2 separate regions of the Rattus norvegicus genome follow, and region 1 is linked to region 2. Evidence: chromatin contacts called from public Hi-C data. All regions are on one chromosome and are shown on one strand. Each heading gives the region's core, a stretch centred on a gene start, on an enhancer-like site or on the middle of the called end of the contact. The rest is flanking DNA. Distances are from core to core; before and after follow the strand shown. Region 1 has its middle 58 kb from the start of Bach1. Region 2 has its middle 57 kb from the start of Map3k7cl.

Region 1 (2,700 bases), core at 178-2,677, 150 kb before region 2:
TAAATGGATTGATCGGTCCACTTATTGATGGTTTTGTTGTTTAATTTTTGCAATTCTTTATGTAATCTAGCTATTTTTTAACTACTTTTAGATTTATGTAATTTTGTGCCCGAGAGTTTTACCTTCACCTATGTCTCTGTAGTACATGTGTGCCCAGTGCTCACAGAGGTCCCACAGAGGTCAGTAGAGGGAGGGAATTGGATCTCATGAAACTGGAGTTCCACACTGTGGTGAACCACTTCATTGGAAATGGCCACAAACTCGAGTCTTGTTTCCTAGGGTCACTTTGCTAGTGTTGAGTCTGGAGCAGTTGACGTCCACAACTGGCTTCACTCTTTCCCCTGTTTTACACACCAGGTCCCTCTGCTGCCCGGACTTCCTGTGCAGCCTGTGGGCTGGGCAGACTCCCCAGATCCTACTCTCTAAGGGTAACTAATGGTTTGCTGGGGAAGGGAGGCCTCTTCCACCCTGACTGAGGATATGAAAACCAGCAACGTAACTAAGATTGGTACCAGGAGGAGATCTATCTTTTCATTTCCAAGACTTGCTGAGTGTCCATCACCTGCTGAAGGGATGAGGGTAAGGTGGATGGCGCTAGAGGAGCCAAGTTCAGCATTGGAACGTGGGCTGTCAGGCTCCGTAGAGGTGAAAGGCAGATTGATAATTCCCGAGACTGAGCCTCCGATGAACACAGGCTCAGAGCGACTCCAGGGTTTTTCTCGGTCGATGAGGTCTTTGCCCAACCTTGTGATTCCCTACCTGTGCTGGGCCTCCTGCAACCTGCCGCCTTCAGCTGGGCCTTCTCTCACACATGCTAAGATGAGGAGGCTCGCTGCGTTCTGGCTGTTCTCTCTTCTCAACCTCTTCTCCTTTCACCCCCGCTAGGTCAGTTTTTAACAACTTGACCTCTCAAGCCAGGAAGATGACCAGCCACTGCCATCTAGATCTTAAGGAGTGACAAGGGCTTTGTCTCCAGTGCTGAACCATCTCCCTGATCTGCCACTAGAGGTGAGGTGGGTGGGACTGTCCTGGGGACTGTCTTATCTCGCCTAACTTTCCTTACAGCTTCAGGTTTGTCCTCCTGCCAGCACACTTCACAGCTCACCACACTGTCATGTCTTTCCCTCCACGTTTAAGGATTCTTGCATTGCCTCATGTGATTAGTGAATCTCCCTGTTCTCCTCTGCAAAGTGGTAGTCGGGGAGGTGACACCCACTATCGTCCTGCCCTGTCCTCAGCCACCGCTGGTCTCCTTCGCCCACCCTGTAAGAGCACAGCACAGCGTCACAAGTAGGAGCTGCCAGACCCAGTGTCTTCTGAAGTTTCACAAACAGCTTAACAATTTCACCGCAGTAGCAGTGCTGGGGTTTGCCATGAGCCAGTGGGAACAACGTGGCCGTGAGATCTGACAGAGCTGTTTCGACATCCAGATTGATGAGTCGGGGAATTCCTATGAAGCATTACACAGCATCCGAGAGCCTTTGCCCTGTTGAAGTTGCTTCTGTGAGTCAGATCGGATTCTTGCTGACCCAAGAGGCAAAGTAAATGTAGAGGAAGTTCTCCGCATTACCTGTCACGAACACCAATTTTGTTTGTCTTTAATTATCTGGGTAACTGCTCTGGTTCCTCTACTTGCCTTTACTGAGAGGCGGAACAGGGACAGACAGAGTATTCATGGAGGCTGCTTTCCCCCCACCCCCATCCCCTGGAGCTGAAGACCAAACCCAGGACCTTGCACACCTCGGAGCTGTTTTTCAAGTACAGCTTCTTTGGCCTGACCTCCCCACTCCCTAAAGCAATGGCTTAGTTATCTGTCCTTGCCTTGTGCCTATCAGCGTCTGGACTGCTGTAAAGTAATGAGGCCTTTCTAATTGATCTGTGTTGCTGCCCTCCTGGAATTAGGAGGGTTGTTTTTAATGCATCTTAAATAGTCAAATCTTCTTTTTAAAATATAACATGTAGATTAACTTCCTAATGTAAAAAACAGGAAAGTGGCTAAGACAGGGGTCTCCAGGATTTTCCAAGGGTACAATTCTACTCTTGAAGATAGTTTTTGACAACCACGTATAAATCAAGCCAGAGTTCATCAGATACACACACATTCACACATTCTCTCTCCTGTCTCTCTCTCCTCTCTCTCTCTCTCTCTCTCTCTCTCTCTCTCTCTCTCTCTCTCTCTCTCTCTCCCTCTCCACTGGTGTTTCTATGCCCATGGACAGCTGTCATTAAAGTCTCTGGACGTGATGGTTTGAAAACTTAAGAGGTGAAAGGTGAGTATAGGGCTGTTGAGTGAGTTAACAAACGTTTACATGGCAGAAGTGGCATTTCAGGGGAGTATGAACACACCATTTGGCATCAGCATGCAACCCCCAAGGGCAAGTTGAAGCCTACCCACCCAAAGGATCCGCAGATCTGCAGAAATCCCCTGCTGGGTGTCACTCAATAAAGGGTGCAGTCTTCTGAGTTCTGCCTCTTTGTATCTCGGGAAGTCCCACTATATAGTTCAGACATGTCAAATTATACCCCAATAACGAATGACCCCAACTCTCAATTGTTCACGACCACACAGGTTTATTAATTTCTTGAGGCGTTCTAGAGAAAGAGGTGGAAGCTTTATCTGTCATCAGCACGAAGAACCTGAGAAAATAGCTCATTGGACTGTGGTAACTGAGAAGTCCTGTGATCTTCCACATGCAAGTT
Region 2 (2,741 bases), core at 181-2,680:
CATTTCATCCTGGGATCTTTGCAAACCTGTCTCTACTGAGTTGTCAACTTTTCACCACTCCCCCCCCCCTCCCCTGAAAGGCAACAGAAACAAGAAAAAAAAAGAGGGCAGGGTACAGAAGTAATGTCTTATAGTCCATCTCCTTCCCTTTAGGGATGGTAAAATATAGGCGGTCCAGTCAAACGTGAATTCCAGTGAGCCATGAACAATGTGTACGATGAGTCTGTCTGGAATATCCCATGGGATGTATGAACTTACTCAAATTTAACTTTCGTTTGGCACTCTGTGTTTTTATTAGCTCAGTTCAGCCTTCACTGTGGTGTGGTATTAGGCAACTTGTCTTGTGTGGCACCATCCTTTGTAAATATTATCGTACTCCCGTCTCTCTGAGGCCGGCAACAGGGTCCAGGAACTCGTTTCATCACTGCTTCTGTCTCACCCACCAAATTCCCACAACACTTACTTCAATGCTGTTGGGAACGCAGGAATGGGATTCCCATTCATTCTTCGAGTTGAGAAATTGCTGCTGAAGTCTGACCGGCTGCCAAGCACTGGGTTGGTTCTGAAGATAAAACAAGACTGAGCGCCGCAGCCGCGGACAAGTTGCTCCAGGCTCGATCAGGAATGCAGATAGGTCAGAGCGTTTCCATCACTGTGTGAGCTTCTAAAACACAAGGTGATGAGAGTGCAGGTGACAGCCAGCAACTCCAGTCTTTCAGGACGAAATACCATCAGGCTGAGACTTTAACTCACGACCGTGTAACCAGAGAAATGGCAGCGTGTGTGGCAGGAATGAAAGCTCGCCGTGAGACAAACGGGCAATGATGATGAATTCTTCCAGCTTCCTCTCAGTTCAAGCTGGCGCTAAGCCGGGACACCACTGTCTTGAAGGTCTCGAGTTCTTTCTTGCCTTTTGTTTTCTTCAAGTACTTCAAGAAGGATACTGTTGTTCGTACTGTATCTTCCTTCTCTGAGCACTGAGAGGCTTGATTGCTCTTGTCATACAGCCCCGGCATGCTCACCGATGCAGAGCTGGATAAAACCGAGTGTCTTTCCCCACCTTGCCTCTCCTACACTCTTCCCCTCACTGCTGTTGTATCCCAGGTTCTTCTTTTGCTTTTCTCTCTCAGCTCCTGTTGTCAAGGAGCTGCAGCTGACCCTACTGTAGCTCTCTGACCTTCTGATCACTACTCCCCTCTTGTTCTCCATTTCCTGCATCACAGAACCACAACACAATGCTGGTTGACAATGACATTTGTAGGTTTCCACTCTAAAAGTGCAGTCACAAGAGAACAGAAAGCCCATCTCTTATGAGAGGAACAAAAAAAAAAAAAAATCCAGGAAGATGTTCTCAGGTAGAACCCACTTAACTGCCCTTCCTAGGTAATATCCTTGGTAAGAGCCAGCTGTTCTTGCTGACGTTTGCAACACTGACCTGTGCCCAGCACAAAGCCAGCACCCACGAAGCCGCCCGTGCAAGAATTTACATGTAGTGAAGCCTTCCGTCCTAATTAAATTTTGATATAATTAATGTTTAGTTGTGGCCTCAGTGATAGAATTAAACAAATCATGAACAGTGGCTGCTTTCTGTACTGTGTTGAACAGAATTTTACAGGGTTTGGACTGTGCACTTTACACAGTACCCAGTAAAGCAGATCAATATAGAACCCTAATCGCAGCAACTAGACTTTATTTGGCTTCTGGAGACCCTGCTGCCACTTAACTAGTGACGCTATAAACATTTAACTGGTTAGGCTGTAACCAGTGTGTGATTGGCTAACCTGGAACCAATTAAGTTGTTTCTATGACAGGCTGCTGTTTTCCTGTAATTGCTATTGGGTCACGTGGTTGGGAATGCGCTCAGAACCTGATATGATTGTTGCAGCTGCTCCCCAGCCTGTGACTCAGTTGACTTTCGCTTTGCTGTGCTACAGTTAATTGGTCTAAGGCACTTTCCCTTTAACTTGGGGAGCCAAGAATGTTGACTGTTCAGAAGAGTTTGTAACAGGATTGTCTACTTATGGTGGTTAATTCTGAGTGTCAACTTGATGTCCAGACAGTATTCTAGATGTATCTATGCTGGGCAGGGCTGCTTTCATGTGAAATTGCTGGCATTTAAATAGACTGAGGTAAGCAGGGTCCCCTGTCTATGTTGGGTAGGTGAGTCCAAAATAAAAATGCTGACTGTTCTCTGAGGATGTAGAAAGTCTTGCTCCTTGGTGCCTCTGTACAAGCCATGGGTATCCCCTGAGTCCTGAGCCTCCTGAACTGTGGACAGCTTGAAATGTCTGGTACTCACTGGTCTGTAGCTTGCTGATGCGCTCTGCACATTGCAAGGCTTGAGTGCTATCACAACCTACAAGTGGGATCCTTTTCACAAGCTTACCTATGTCACACACATTGATGATAGATAGAGATACCTAGATGAGTAGATGATAAATAGAGAGATGATAGATAGATAGATAGATAGATAGATAGATAGATATAGAGATATATTGTAGCTTTTCACACAGACACACACACACACACACACACACACACACACACACACACACACATCCTGTTGGTTTTTCCTTCTGGAGAACTCTAATGCAGTCTCCCTGAAAGGAAAGAAATCAGAAGCCATTTTGATTAGAAGAATAATTTTTAATTTGGTTGACAAATCCTTTTTGATTCAGGTGTATCCATCTGTCTTGGCTTTTTCCGTTGTTCACCTACACTAAGTGCAGATGGTTCGTTCC

Evidence for each region. A called contact is a pair of places that touch in the nucleus more often than the background predicts.
Region 1: a Hi-C map of liver shows a contact between it and region 2, with 3 times the contacts expected there. The contact joins two enhancer-like sites. A contact is called at or near these places in 4 of 12 Hi-C or Micro-C datasets (the A7r5 cell line, hepatocytes, kidney and 1 more).

The regions. Positions count from the first base shown.
Region 1 is chr11:40,482,213-40,484,912 of GRCr8, reverse strand. No RefSeq gene overlaps it. Among named protein-coding and RNA genes, the nearest start is that of Bach1, 58 kb to the right of the region's middle. Within about 2 kb of position 1,427, at least 16 of the 93 cell types and tissues checked have an H3K27ac peak or open chromatin away from gene starts, as enhancers often do. A contact at or near this core is called in hepatocytes and liver, where this site is marked.
Region 2 is chr11:40,333,055-40,335,795 of GRCr8, reverse strand. No RefSeq gene overlaps it. Among named protein-coding and RNA genes, the nearest start is that of Map3k7cl, 57 kb to the right of the region's middle. Within about 2 kb of position 1,430, at least 11 of the 93 cell types and tissues checked have an H3K27ac peak or open chromatin away from gene starts, as enhancers often do. A contact at or near this core is called in hepatocytes and liver, where this site is marked.